Regions from separate parts of the Pan troglodytes genome. Here all the other regions are linked to region 3. A link is a contact called in public Hi-C and HiChIP or PLAC-seq data. All regions are on one chromosome and are shown on one strand. The core of a region is the stretch at or near the end of the contact, and the rest is flanking DNA. Distances in the headings are between cores, read along the strand shown. Region 1 overlaps ASTN2 (astrotactin 2). Region 2 overlaps ASTN2 (astrotactin 2). Region 3 holds the start of PAPPA (pappalysin 1).

Region 1 (4,232 bases), core at 484-2,983, 420 kb before region 3:
TTTATACCATGTTTCTCTTTTTTATATGATTTTAAAAACAATTCTAAGTACAATGTATGGCTTTGGGGACAACTGCCACATTTTATACTTTCTATAAAATCATACTCACAGGAGTTGGCAAAGTGGAAGTTGTATATGGTTTATAGAGAGGTGCCTGGTATTGAGTGTTGCTGTCACTGACCAATGCCATAACTTGGGACAAACCACTTCACTTCTCTGAGTCTCTCTTCTCATCTGTCATTTAACATGATAACATAGTACCTACCTGTGTAGGTTAGTACAAGATCCAAAGAGATTAACTAAAACAAACACACAAAAGCAAAAGCAAACAAACAAAAAACATGATTCTTGTAGTAAATGGTTATTTAATAATAACTGAATTATGCTACTTGGGGTCTTGCTTTGCCCATGTGTAAATTTAGAATTTTGTCCCATAACATTCTGGAAAAAAAATCCATTATTCATATCTTTTGTGAAATGCTGAGTACAGTCTCCTCCTTTCTTAGAAATTCATAAGACATTATCATATTAAAGGCTCTGAGATATCCCATGAGAAAAAAAAATCTGTTTAACTTTATTTAATCCTGTATTTTTCAAATTTATTTGGCCACACCTTCAAATAACTATTAATGTCTCATGGGAGGTAATGTTCTGAAGAACACACTTTCGACCAATTGGGCCAAGTGGTCCTTTGGTTCACCTGGAGCTGTCATCCTGAGTTAAAGAATAGCCATTGCTTATCAGAGCCTCTTCTTTAATCACCAGCACAAGGAATGCAATGAAAACTCATGTTTTTGCATAAAATGGTGCCTTTGGTTGTGTTTCTTCTATAACGCAGGAAATAGTAAATGTGTATATTCTCAAACCCCATGATATTAGCCATGCAGGCTGTTGGATGTTCTGCCTCCTGATGATGTGTGTTTGTGTATATATGTGTGTGTGTGTGTTTGTGTGTGTGTGTGCATGTACCCACATGTGTGCACGCATGTACCCACATGTGTGCACACAGCACCTTTCTCTTCCTGTTGAGGCTGTCAGAGTCACGCACCTGGGGCATTACAAGTCCTGGGTACCTCTATAACTATTCCCTTTCTTCTCACAAGAGTGCCTTTGACCTCTTTCTGTTAAATCCCCTAGAAACATTTCAGTCCTCCCTCTTTCTGGAACTGGAACACTTGGGTCTCCACCTTGGGTCCCTGCTGCAAAGGGGAAATTGGGGTCTTGGGAAATTATTCCCAAGGGAAAGCGTGAAGTCATTGGGTAAGCATAGATTTGAGATTCTGACTTCCTCAAACATAAATTGGGAATAGCTGACCCTTTCACCAGTGAGGGCTAGCACACATTTTGTTGGCTTATGCCCATGGGGCTGAGACCCAAGTAGGTGGTCAGGGAAGCCTTCCTCACCATCTGCTTAAGACGTATCTGCCGAATACTCAGTATCTCAGTGCACTTATTCACACCCTCTTTCATTCTCCAAAACATCGCGCTTTCAATGGCAAATTATAGGTGACCCTACCCATTCCTCTCCTAAAGTCCCTTATTAAGAAGGCTGGAAGTCTCAGGGGTGAGCAGCAAGGGAAAGAGGAAGTCTGTTTCCAGTGGTGTTCATGGCCCATACAGCCAACAGAGGGCGCTCCCACACCACGCAACACTGGGGTCCAAGGATCCAGGCAGGCCCTGGGGAAGGCGGCCAGCTGACCTTTCTCCAGGCTGTTCTTGGGTTGCCAGAGCAGCGGAGGTGTCAGCTGAGAGTGGTCACAGCCTGGGGAGGAGAAGGCAGGGAGAGAGGCTGGGGCACCCGAAGGGGAGGAGGAGCTGGCAGGGAAAACACACAGACACATTTCACAGAGGCAGAGACACAGGGAAACACACAGAATATGCAGTTGTACCTACAAACAACAAATGCAACATACCCCGCACAGACACAGCATGCAGCCAGGGGATTTAGAGAAATCATATAGGGTGCAGACTCACAAATGAATGCAATCCATCCCATACAGGTATACACAATGCAGTCACCTCAGCCAGCTAAACAAAAACAAAGGCAACACACAGACACCAACACATATAAACATACATGTGAGCACATCACCCAACAGGGACATTCAAGCTATGTGCAGCCAACGAAAGGCAGATAACAAAGAGACACGGTCACACACACACGGGAAGCACACAGACACATACAGTAGATCCACAACACATACAAAGTCACACACCATGGGGATAGCATGCCACGCACAGACAACACACAGCTTGTACTCAACACATGACAGATGCCTCAAGAGGCATATCATAGATAAACAGCACAGGCACACAGATGCGTAAACATAGCCACCTTCCCACAGGCATACTGTAAAGATATACATACCGTGTGCCACATGGATCCACCCAGCACAAACAGACACAGACACATTAGATGGCATCCACTCACGTAGCACCCACAGCACAGCACACACCAAATACTCACACTCACCGTATGGACATAACTCCACATGGATCAAAAGCACTTGTAATTCAGTAAATGTTTCTAAAAGAGAAAAGAGGGAGAGGCCAGAAATGGGGAAAGAGAAGAGAAAGGGTTGTGAAAGATGGAAAAAGAGACAGAATAGAAGAAAAGTGAGAAGACCCAGGGAAGGAGGGCTGGAGTCCAGATCGAGTGCTCAGCTTGGTCTCTTTCCCCTCTCTGCCTCGGTCATGATAGCAAAGAACAAGGTGATTTCAGGTGGCTCCCTTGGGGAAACCACATAGACTTGATGGCTACAGTAGGAGCTGATGGTGCCCCAGGGAGAGGAAACCACCAGCGTGGGGCCAGGGATTGTGCCTCAGTCTCATCTGGGGCAGTGGCACCGAATCATATCTGAGTCCTTGCAGCTTCCATTTCATCTCCAGGGAGATCAGCTCCAATCTTCCCCATCTCATTTAATCCTGACCTGTGAGTGTCTTACTGTTCATATCTGACTTTCTCTAGGCAGCAAATGTTGCAAAGAAACAATTACCAAAACTCTCAGGATGTATCTCCTTCTTCCTTTTAAAAATATACCTTTTTAAAAAATAAAAGGAGAACATGTGAGTGATCCTAACAGAGCTTGTTCTGCCAGAAAAGACAGGACAGGTCAGGATGGTACAGGATTCAGCAAAGGTTGCTTATTATGTAACTAAACAAATAAAACTTACTTGGAATCACAGGATTTTGAGTGAAACAGATTCAGATGAGCACACTTTCTCAAGCAACCATCCTGGCCCAGATCAATGCAGGGTGCTGGGATATAGAAATAACAGACTCAGCCGGGCGCGGTGGCTCATGCCTGTAATCCCAGCACTTTGGGAGGCCAAGGCGGGTGGATCACGAGGTCAGGAGATCAAGACCATCCTGGCTAACACGGTGAAACCCCGTCTGTACTAAAAATACAAAAAAAATTAGCCGGGCATGGTGGCGGGCGCCGGTAGTCCCAGCTACTCGAGAGGCTGAGGCGGGAGAAAGGCATGAACCTGGGAGGCAGAGCTTGCAGTGAGCCGAGATGATGCCACTGCACTCCAGCCTGGAGCCGGGGCGACCGAGTGAGACTCTGTCTCAAAAAAAAAAGAAATAAGACTAAAAGCCCTCATGTTAAAAGCTGTAGAACAATAGGTGATAGAGATATAAAATTTAAAACTTATACAATAAGAGAGAAAGGGTTAAGTAAATATATAGGATTTGGTTATTCTTATATTGATAAGGAAAGAAGGGGCAGAATGAACATTAATTGAAAACCCACTATATGAACTGTGCTGGGAACTGTATATCAGTTATCTCAGTTAAAGCTCATAAAACAACTTTGGAAAGTAGAAATTATCAGCTTCATGCTTCAGATAAAGAAAGCAAGGCTAGAAACGTGAAACCACCTGCTCAAGACAGCAAAGTTAGGGAGCCCAGATTCGAACCGAGTAATCTGCTTCAAAGCCCCCTGACTTTTCCACCCCATGGTAATAAGCATCTCCAATGACTTTTCACATCTTGAGCAAGAGCCAACAGAAGCAGGAGACAGACAGTCAAAGCAAGGAGACTCTGAATTAGACGGCATGACGGAATACATTAGACTCTCCAACCAGTCAGAGAAACCTTGGGCTGTGAACTTGCTGGTCATTTCCCCAAGGCCTTGCGTGCTCCAGTTTCTGGGTCTGGAAAGAGGTCTCCACTTAGGTATCAATATGCTGATTCCCAAAGTTCCTGCTGAGGCCCTCTGTCCTTGGGC
Region 2 (4,594 bases), core at 1,041-3,540, 490 kb before region 3:
AAAATGAATGAGCTATAGTGATACCTGTCAATATGAAATGAATGAACGTATTATTAACTGAAGAAAGTAAGTCCTAAAGATTTTTTTTTTTTTTTTTTGAGACAGAGTTTTGTTCTTGTTGCCCAGGCTGGAGTGCAATGGCGTGATCTCAGCTCACTGCAACCTCCACCTCCTGGGTTCAAGCGATTCTCCTGCCTCAGCTTCCGGAGTAGCTGGGATTACAGGTACCTGCCACCATGCCCAGCTAATTTTTTGTGTTTTTAGTAGAAACGGGGTTTCACCATGTTGGTCAGGCTGGTCTTGAACTCCTGGCCTCAGGTGATCCACCCACCTCGGCCTCCCAAAGTGCTGGGATTACAGGCAAGAGCCACCATGCCTGGCTCCAAAGATTTTATATGGCACAACACCCTTTCCTCCCTTCTTCAAGTTAAAGCATACCTACACCTCAAATATACTATCTTTTAGGAATAAATACAGATGCAATAAATATGATTTAAAAAGGGAAGCAAGGAAGTGATGAACATAGGAGACAGGATGATGGTGATCTTGAGTCAGGAAAACTAAGGTAATGGCATAAGGAAGCATATGTTACATGTAAGTACTCAAGTTCCTAGCTGGTGTTTTTTTGTTTGTTTGTTTGTTTGAGACTGAGTCTCACTCTATCTCCCAGGCTAGGGTGCAGTGGCGCAATCTTGGCTCACTGCAACCTCCGCCTCCTGGGTTCAAACAATTCTTCTGCCTCAGCCTCCTGAGTAGCTGGGATTACAGGCGTCCACCACCACGCCTGGCTAATTTTTGTATTTTTAGTAGAGACAAGGTTTCAACATGTTGGCCAGGCTGGTCTCGAACTTCTGACCTGAAGCAATCTGCTCGCCTCAGCCTCCCAAAGTGCTGGAATTACAGGTGTAAGCCACTGCGCCCAGCTCCTAGCTGGTGTTTTTGGTGGTAGATTAGTGAGAGTTCATTAAAGTTTAAAAAGTTTATTAAAACTAACTAGCTAACTGAACAAATAAATAAAGCCTACCCATGCATGGCTCAACAATGAGCTTCAGTCCTAAACTGAACATTGCAAATAATCTAACTCTGTGCATCAGAGGTCCCCAAACTAACACCAACAATAAAATACATATGTGTATGTCTCCACACCTCCAGCTGCAGGGTCAGAATAGACTGTGAGAATGTAAGAGTAGAATCAAGGAGATCCATGAGGAGGCTGTTGCAGATTCCAATAAATAACAAGCACAGGCCCAGGGCCAGTGGTTCACGCCTGTAATCCCAGCACTTTGGGAGCCTGAGGTGAGAGGATAGCTTGAGCCCAGTGGGTTCAAGACCAGGCTGGGCAATATAGGGAGACCACCATTTCTGAAAGAAAAATTAGGCCAAGTGCGGTGACTCACACCTGTAATCTTAGCACTTTGGGAGGCCGAGACGGGCTGATCATGAGGTCAGGAGTTCAAGACCAGCCTGTACAACATGGTGAAACCCCGTCTCTACTAAAAATACAAAACTTAGTTGGGTGTGGTGGCATGCACCTATAATCCCAGCTACTCAGGAGGCTGAGGCAGGAGAATCTCTTGAACCCGAGAGGCAGCGGTTCCAGTGAGCCAAGATCGCACCATTGCACTCCAGTCTGGGCAACAGAGCAAGACTCTGTCTCAAAAAAAAAAAAAAAGAAAAAGAAAAAATTGGCCTGGTGTGGTGGTGCACACCTGTCATCCAGCTACTCTGGAGGCTGAGGTGGGAGGGTCGCTTGAGCGCATCAAGCGCTCGAGGAGGAGGTCAAGGCTTCAGTGAGCTGTGATTGTGTCACTGCACTTCAACCTGGGTAACAGAATGAGACACTGTCTCCAAAACATAAATAAATAAAAATACCTAGTAGTTCGACTAGTGTTGTATCAGTGAGGTTGTAGTTGTGTTTAACTGGCCTTCTGGGACTTGGTGAATGAGCCTGTGAATATCCCTGTTTACTGCTCTGTGAACTCGCTCCAGTGACGGCCTTTCTGGGCCACACTGTCCTCATCTGCAATGTGGCACACTACAAGCCAAGCCACGGGACTTTTGCAATGTGTTCTTGGCACATGCATAGCAATAGATAGGCTGGTGGTGCCTTTCCTGTTTGTGCAGGAGCCAGATTCCCCTATGTCTGGATTCCATGCCAGGTTCCCTCAGCATCATTGAAATATTCAACTCATTGGAAATCCAGTGAGGTCTTTCTGAGGCTAATTAGTGGTGTGTGATCAGAGAATCCCAAGAGTGTGAAAGTGGTCACTAGATGTCACTGTTCTCCTTGCAGGAGACCTGTAGACCTGGAAGTGCTAGTCGTTCATTCATTAAGTATCTTTGAGCCCCCACTGTATGCTAAGACTGCGTTATACCCTGAAGAGTGAACAGTATGACAAGTGGATATGGTCTTTATCTTTATGGAGTTCACAGACTTATGGAGAAGACAGATATTAATGAAACAATCACACGAATAAGTAGAGTCAAGACTGTACAGAGTACTAGGCTGGTGGATTGCAAGCATATATTAAGGGGCCTTACGCAGTCAGAGAAGGCTTTCCTGAGAAAGTGACATGTAAAGTGAGCTTTTGGGGGCCAAGTGCATAAAATGAATATGGAAGACTGGGGTTTCAGAAAGGAAGAGGAGAATGAGAACATTGCTGGTAGAATGCCCAACTTCTGCAAACACCTGAAGAATGAGCAAATGTGACCCATTTCAGGAAGAGAATGAAAACCAGTGTGGCTGGAGCTGAGACTGGGAGAAAACTCCATGGACAATGCTGAAGAGAAGTCAGGCAGAACTGCACAACATGTGGTGAGGAGTTTAGCCCCAGGGCAATGGGGAAGCCAGGAGAAGTTAGAGCAAACAGACAGGCATGGGCACTATCTTCTCACTTCTACTCTCTTTTCCTCTTAGTGATCCTTGCAAAGAAATGTTAGAGCTGAAAGACTGTAGGCGGCTTCCTCCAAGTCTCCAGTTTCTTCTTTCCCTCCCCAAACACAAATGAAAGGCCTGTTTAAAGTGTCATGACAGCCTAAGGGATGGAGTGCCTTAGACATTTCCAAGGGAGCCAGGTTGCAGTGGGAATGAGTGGGATACACCCACTGCAGGTCTGGAAATGATCCTAGAGGAAGCGAATATGGCCACAAAATAACGCTGGTGGGAAGAAAAAGCAGCTACTCTCGTTTTGTTTATCATTTTTTCTCCAACTCTGCCACTAACTCCCATCACCCTTCCTCCCATGACTTTTCTATCTTTCTATCATCTCTACAGGCCACATGGATACAAGAAAACACTTCAGAGCCCTGACCTATAGTTGAGGGGCCTGGGCTTTCACACTGAGACATAGCTGGTCATAGCAAGTTCTTTTCTCTTTCTGGGACTTTCTTTTCCTACTTCAAAAAACAAAAAACAAAACAGAACAAAACAAAAATTAAAAAACAGATAAGTGGAGTCAGTTTCTTTCTGAGTTTCCTACAAGACACTTTATTTACATGGAAGCAGATAGTACAGATTCTTTGCTCTACCGGCTTGGGTTTGGATGTTTCCTCAATCCCCATTCACTATGTGATGCTGAATGGTGTCTTCATACCTCAGTTTCCACACTTGTAAAATGTGGTCTCACAATCCCTACTTCATGGGAATCAAAAGAGATAATGAATGCATAATGTCCAAGAAGAAATCACTTAACAGACGAATGTTATCTATGATAGTGATAAGAATATGTTTGTTTAAAATGGCTCTTTTCTTTTTCTATGTTTCCTTTGGTAACTCCTCTTCTAGATAGTACTTGAAAACTTTACTGGTACCTAAAGTGCTAGGGACATGACATTTTAGAATAGGATTCATATTTTGTATGGGAGAGGCCATTGGCTAACCCAAAAGGGCACTTTACAAATGGAGGGATCTCAGGGGCATTTTCTCACTTTATAAACATTGCTCGAACTTGTACTCTGTTGGCAATGAATATCATAGCTCATTCTAATGCAGAGTGGAAGTTCCTCTGTATGAGAACTCCCTACCCCTGGAGTAGAGGCTCTGAGTAAAATCCTGAACCCCATTTTACGGCACAGTTAGGGACTAACAGAGAGAGGATATGACATGCCTGAGGTTTGTGGGGTATTTTTGTCCTCTGATTCTGGACCAAGGTATTCTCGATGGCCTTGGGGACCATTGGACACTAGCTCCTTGGGTAGTTGGGGTCTCCTTAGGTACATTCCAGTGAATGCATGGGAAAAGATGATGCCTTCTGCCTAAGCTGGAAACGAGCCCTTGATTATACCTTGTGCTGTTGTTTTGAACAAGAGAAGCAGGAAAAAACTCTTTATGAAGAATAATTTGATTAATGCATAAATCTCCTCCCTCCACCTGTTAAATGGCTCTTACACGGCCCAAAGCCACAGAGCTTGGCTCAGCACAACTGGTGCTTAAATGTACAAGACTTTGTGCGGTTGTTAACTTAGCTCCTGGGTGAAAGAGAGTCTTCCAAGTGGAGGAGGCAGAGGAGTGGCATACTAAAGAGCCAGACAGAGTTGGATTTGAATCCCTTCTCTGCCATTTACTGTCTATGTGATCTGACTTTTACTCATTTGT
Region 3 (4,794 bases), core at 1,455-3,954:
CCTAACGCCCCCCATCCAATTAAAGTATTTTACTGCAACAATCTTTGTGTGAGAGAGTGAATGAGTGCTCAAGAGAATGTGTGTGAAGAGAGGCTCCTTGTCTGAATTATAGACATTTATAAAGCAGTCTCCTGTGGAATCCCAGGTGTTATATATATATATATATATATATATATATATATATACATATATATATATACACACACACACGTATTTATGTAGACACACTTACATAGTTAAAATGCATTCACTACCCTTTCACTGATGATGCCTGCATAACCCTGTGCTCTCCTCTCTCCAGGGAATGCCTTCCAAATCACTGGTACTAGGTAAAGACTAGGAAAAACCAGACCTACAGATTAAAAAAAAAAAAAAAAAATCACCTCCAAGCAGCAGTCTCTTTGCTTTTTCACATGTTTGGAAAGAGAAGTCAACATACTACAGCTCTAAATTATCACCATCGTCATTATTATTATGGATAACGTTTCCTCTGTTCCAAATTAGACCCTCCTCTGGGCAAATAGGGCTTGCGAGTTAAAAGTGAATGAGTTCAGTCTCCTTCTTCTTCCCGGAGGAAAAAAAAAAGGAAAAATAGCATGCGATGACGTCAGTTGTGGGTTGTTGGGGGGAATCACTGTATCGCTCTCCTTTGATAGCTGGAAAGCGGGGGCTTCGGGAGACGTATTCTTGGGATAGCAGCAGAGTGTGGGTCTCCTAAAGGGGTCTTCATGTCAACTGGATAGTCAGTGCTACATCTGTGAAAGTCCAAGCCATGGAAAGACAGGAAGAAGCAGAACTGCCCGAAGAGCTCACAGCTTTCCCTTCTAAGAAAGTGTGTATGTGTGAGGGGGTGGGATCGCAAAACGCCTTCACACGTTTCCTGGCTGCAGTGAAGGGGGAACCCCTACTCTCACTTTAAGACGTCCCAGGACATGGCAAGATTGTTTGTGCAGAAAGGGAATCTCCCAGACAGAAAAGGCAAAACTTTCCTCCTCTCTTCCAGCGCCGCCCCCACCTCCGCTCCCCAGTTTTATTAAAGGCATTTCCAGAGATTCATTTAGAGGGGGGAAAATGGATGCTGGAGCATTTCTAAGGTTTGCAATCCTCGCAAAGTGTCCGATTTCACTATAGGCTTTGCTGTGGAACAGCGAAGGGGAGAGAGAGGGAGGTTGAGGAGGGAGAACTCAAATTCATTACGGGCTCATAAAGTCCCATATGAGAAAAGCGCCCCGTTTCGCAGCCGCGTCTGGGGAACGCTGGCGGGGTATGCGTTAGGAAGGTCTCGTCCCAGCCCCGAGTGACAGGCAATGGGCTTTAAAAGCTAGGACATGGGATGGCGTGGAGTGGGTGAGGGTGAGTCCCAGAGGCAGGCTTCAATCAGTGAGCAACTTTGGGGCACTTCGAGGACTTCTAAGTCCTGGCGATTACAACAACCTTGCCCTTGCCGGCTTTCAGGGGAATGGGGCCTAATGAAGGGGAGTTACCCCCATTAAAACGTCAAAGAAATCAACGGTCCCCAAGTCTCCTTTCACATGCATCTCAATTGGGTCATCCTCCCTTTCATCCCAAAAGGAGAGAGTGCATCTGACCATTCGGAGCACGGGTTACGTGCCCTAGGCTCCGGGAACCAGCCCTCACTGGCCGAGGGTCCGCGGGGCCGCCAGGAGGGCTCCCCAGGTTCCTCCCAGGGATGGAGCAGCTACGCCTTCCGAGTGTGCCCATTCCACCGATGGGGCAAAGTGAGGCTCTCAGCTCGCCCGGATGTCTCTGCGCCGCTCGCGGGGCAGCTCCCGCACAGACACGCCCGCAAGCCCCCGACCCGCCCGCCACCCGCGCCCAGACACCCGCGAGCCTCTGGGGCCGCAGGGACGGTGCAGCGCCCGCCGAGGCGCCCTCACCTACCTGTGATCACTGCCGGAGACCTCTGGCCCCCCTCCGCTCGCAGCCACACTTGCAGCGTGAACGCGTCCCGGGGCAGCTCGAGGTCGGCCCGGAGGCGCAGCTGCTCGCCTCGCCCGCTGAAATAGAGCGCCCGGCTCGGCGGGCTCGGCTTCTCGGTGGCGCCCCTCGCCTCCCGCTGCTGCCGCCGCCGGGGGACGCGCACGGCTTCCCAGGCACCGCCCGGCGGCGGCGGCGGCGGCGGCGGCGGCGAGGCGCGGCGGCCGCGGGCCGCCCGGGTGGCGCAGGTGGCCGGGCCGGCGGCGGGGCGCGGGGGTCGGCCGGCCCGCGGGTCTCTCCGGGCCCGGCGGGGACGCTCGGCCAGCCCGCAGCCCAGCGCGGCGCTCAGCAGCCCCAGGTGCAGCACCCAACTCCAGAGCCGCATGTCCGACGGTTCCCCCCGCCCCCCCTTCGCCCCTGCACCGCCACCCGGAGCTGCCAGCTTTGGGAGCCTCGGCGCCTCGACTTTCTTCGCTTCTTCACCCTTCTTGGGCGAGCCCCCCCTTCCACTTGCTTTTTTCTTTTCTTTCTCGCTTTCCTCCTCAAGGTGTGTGCTCCACTCTCCCCACCTTTGAAAAATACAGCCCAACTCCTCCTGGTTGGCAATTAATTTCTCTCCCCGCTCCTTTATCTGCCTTATTTTCCCCCTAACAGCTGGTTGCCTTCCTCCTTGTTTTATTTCATTTTATTTTATATGATTTCTCGCTCCAAAAAAAAGCTCCTCTTAAGACTGATCCGCTGAATTCCCTCCCCCCAAAAGATGCTCTAATTTATTTATTTTTTGCGTCCTTTATAACACAAGCCACAGCCCCCTTCTCCCCCCCCCCGTCCCCCCTCCCCTCCCTCCTTCTTCTCAAAATGAAAGGAAAGAGGGGGAAAAAATCCCTCAGAAGATGAGTAAACAAGCGTATGCTAATCTGCTCCCCAGCGCTCCACCTTCCCAATTGAATGAGTCCCTGTTAAAACTGCGGGGATCATGACTAATCAATCAGTTTGGAGAGGCCGAGCTATCCAGCTTTCCTTCACTTTGCCGTTTGCCTCCTTTCCTTCGCTCCCGCTTCTCCACCCCCTCCTTTTCTCTCTCTCTCTTTTTTTTTTTTAAGAAGACAATCTTAAAGTAACAATTTAATGAAATTCTGTACACACCCCCTTACGGTCCTCCCAGCTCTCATTCCTGCTCAAAACACACATTCCTGTTTTTGTTTTGTTTTGCTTGCTTTTTTTCCCTCCCTCACTTCCCCCACTTATTATTATTATTTCTGATGGCAGGAGAAAAATCTGTCTCTTCTCTTAGGATCCCCTTTGCACTTTGCTGGTAAACCTCATCCTTTTCTGTAGCACATAAAGAGTCTTGAAACTTGATTCTTAGATTTTTTTTTTTAATTCTCTCTCTCTCTCTGTCTCTCCCTCCCTCCCTCTCCCTCTCTTTCTCTTTTTCTCACTCTCTCCCTTACTCTTCTCTTCCCGCTTCCTCTCCCTTTACCTCTTTCCCTCTTCTTTTCCCTCTTTTTTTTTTTTTTTTTTTTTGCTTCCCCTGTCCTTTTCCCTCTCAGAATTTCCTTAAAGTTGTACGATGATGAACCATTCCCCTCTTTTCTGAGCCCCCAGATAAGGCTTGCTTCAGCTAACCCAAATGTTTCCAAAGTTCTTATGGAATCATCACAAGAAAATAGAAGAAAGGCACTGTCCAGGACATCTGCCTTTCAGAAGCTGTAGTCCTAGTACAACTGGGTCTCTGAATTTCCCCGAATACTCTTTAAAATACTCTGTTGGTCATTAGAAATTATTTTAATTTTATAAGAAGAAAATGAGAGAAAAATATTAATTTGCCTAATTTTTTCAACTTAAGCAATTCAGGTCCTCTGAAATTGTTAAAGTCACAGGTAAGGATCTGACCATTTGCTGCTTTGTAGGTCTGTTTTTGAACTGGGACATACATGTAATATATTTTTTTCTTCTTTTTTCCCCCTCTTTATAGAACTCAAAAGCTCCCCCTTATGGCAAAACAGATCTTCTTTTATTTTGTCCAAGTGTTTAATAAGTCAAAACGTGTTAGCAATGGTGGATTACAAGCTATTAATTACCAATCTATTCCAATAAGGTAGTGATAAAAATATTCTGTGTGAAGTTTGCATGTGAATAGCGTGCTGAGAGCCTGCGATGAAATTAACTCCACTAAATTGTAACTTTCTTCTTCAATTGCTCTTATCTTCCGAGCTGCTCCAGATCTTTCTTGAGAGCTGGGAACATTGCTACACGCTTCAGGAAGAGAGAAAACCAGGGAAGAATGTTTGTTGGCGAAAGTATGACGATTTGTCGGATGAGCAAATGACTCAGACATCCCCTCTATGAAAGCTGGAATGCGATATATGCAAAGATTATGGAAGCTTTCTGAAAATGGGAGATCTCAGATTCATACCTTCCTAGTTTAGAAAGAAGTTGCTGAATAGTCTTAGACTAAGAACGTTTGAACTCTGTTTCTGTAGTCATAAAATGAAAATAGCACAATAACCTAAATGTGTTTCCAGAGACTGCCTGGAGGAAAGAAAATCTTGGGTGCACAATGTCATGAATAAAGAATTTGCCTAAGCAAATCTTTGACTTTTTGCAACTCCAAGTCATCTGTAAAAGGTTGCCATTGGATAAAAAGAGAGCTATGTTGAACAACATAAATTGTATCATTCAAAATCCCCCTTCCTCTCCAATAGAGGTTGGACCATGACTACTGATTTACTTCAGTTGTGGCGATTAGGCATTTAGAAACTGCATGTCTTCCAGGGGGATTTTAAGTAATTGTCTACAATAATTTTGAATATTCCTAGACAACTGGGAATTATTCAATTCTCAGACCAGCAG

Evidence for each region. A called contact is a pair of places that touch in the nucleus more often than the background predicts. HiChIP or PLAC-seq counts read pairs in DNA pulled down with a chosen protein or histone mark.
Region 1: a contact with region 3 is called in an H3K4me3 HiChIP or PLAC-seq map of stem cell-derived excitatory neurons, with 12 times the contacts expected there. The contact joins the enhancer-like site here to the promoter of PAPPA in region 3. A contact is called at or near these places in 4 of 7 Hi-C or Micro-C datasets (blood, induced pluripotent stem cells and stem cell-derived neural progenitor cells), 1 of 1 datasets of contacts at active chromatin or transcription factors (stem cell-derived excitatory neurons) and 1 of 1 other capture datasets (stem cell-derived neural stem cells).
Region 2: a Hi-C map of induced pluripotent stem cells shows a contact between it and region 3, with 2.9 times the contacts expected there. The contact joins the enhancer-like site here to the promoter of PAPPA in region 3. A contact is called at or near these places in 3 of 7 Hi-C or Micro-C datasets (induced pluripotent stem cells and stem cell-derived neural progenitor cells).

The regions. Positions count from the first base shown.
Region 1 is chr11:21,864,183-21,868,414 of NHGRI_mPanTro3-v2.0_pri, forward strand. The region is part of intron 19 of ASTN2 (astrotactin 2); the gene reads left to right. LOC104007994 (a long non-coding RNA gene) reads right to left here. Exons shown (of 9, transcript XR_010148575.1): 9 at 3,679-4,232. Among named protein-coding and RNA genes, the nearest start is that of TRIM32, 26 kb to the left of the region's middle. Within about 2 kb of position 1,734, at least 4 of the 24 cell types and tissues checked have an H3K27ac peak or open chromatin away from gene starts, as enhancers often do. A contact at or near this core is called in stem cell-derived excitatory neurons, where this site is marked.
Region 2 is chr11:21,788,606-21,793,199 of NHGRI_mPanTro3-v2.0_pri, forward strand. All of the region lies in intron 17 of ASTN2 (astrotactin 2), which reads left to right. The region is part of intron 2 of TRIM32 (tripartite motif containing 32); the gene reads right to left. Among named protein-coding and RNA genes, the nearest start is that of TRIM32, 49 kb to the right of the region's middle. Within about 2 kb of position 2,291, at least 2 of the 24 cell types and tissues checked have an H3K27ac peak or open chromatin away from gene starts, as enhancers often do. A contact at or near this core is called in induced pluripotent stem cells, where this site is marked.
Region 3 is chr11:22,281,029-22,285,822 of NHGRI_mPanTro3-v2.0_pri, forward strand. PAPPA (pappalysin 1) reads right to left here and starts at 2,705. Exons shown (of 22, transcript XM_016961539.4): 1 at 1,903-2,705. The coding sequence starts at 2,323.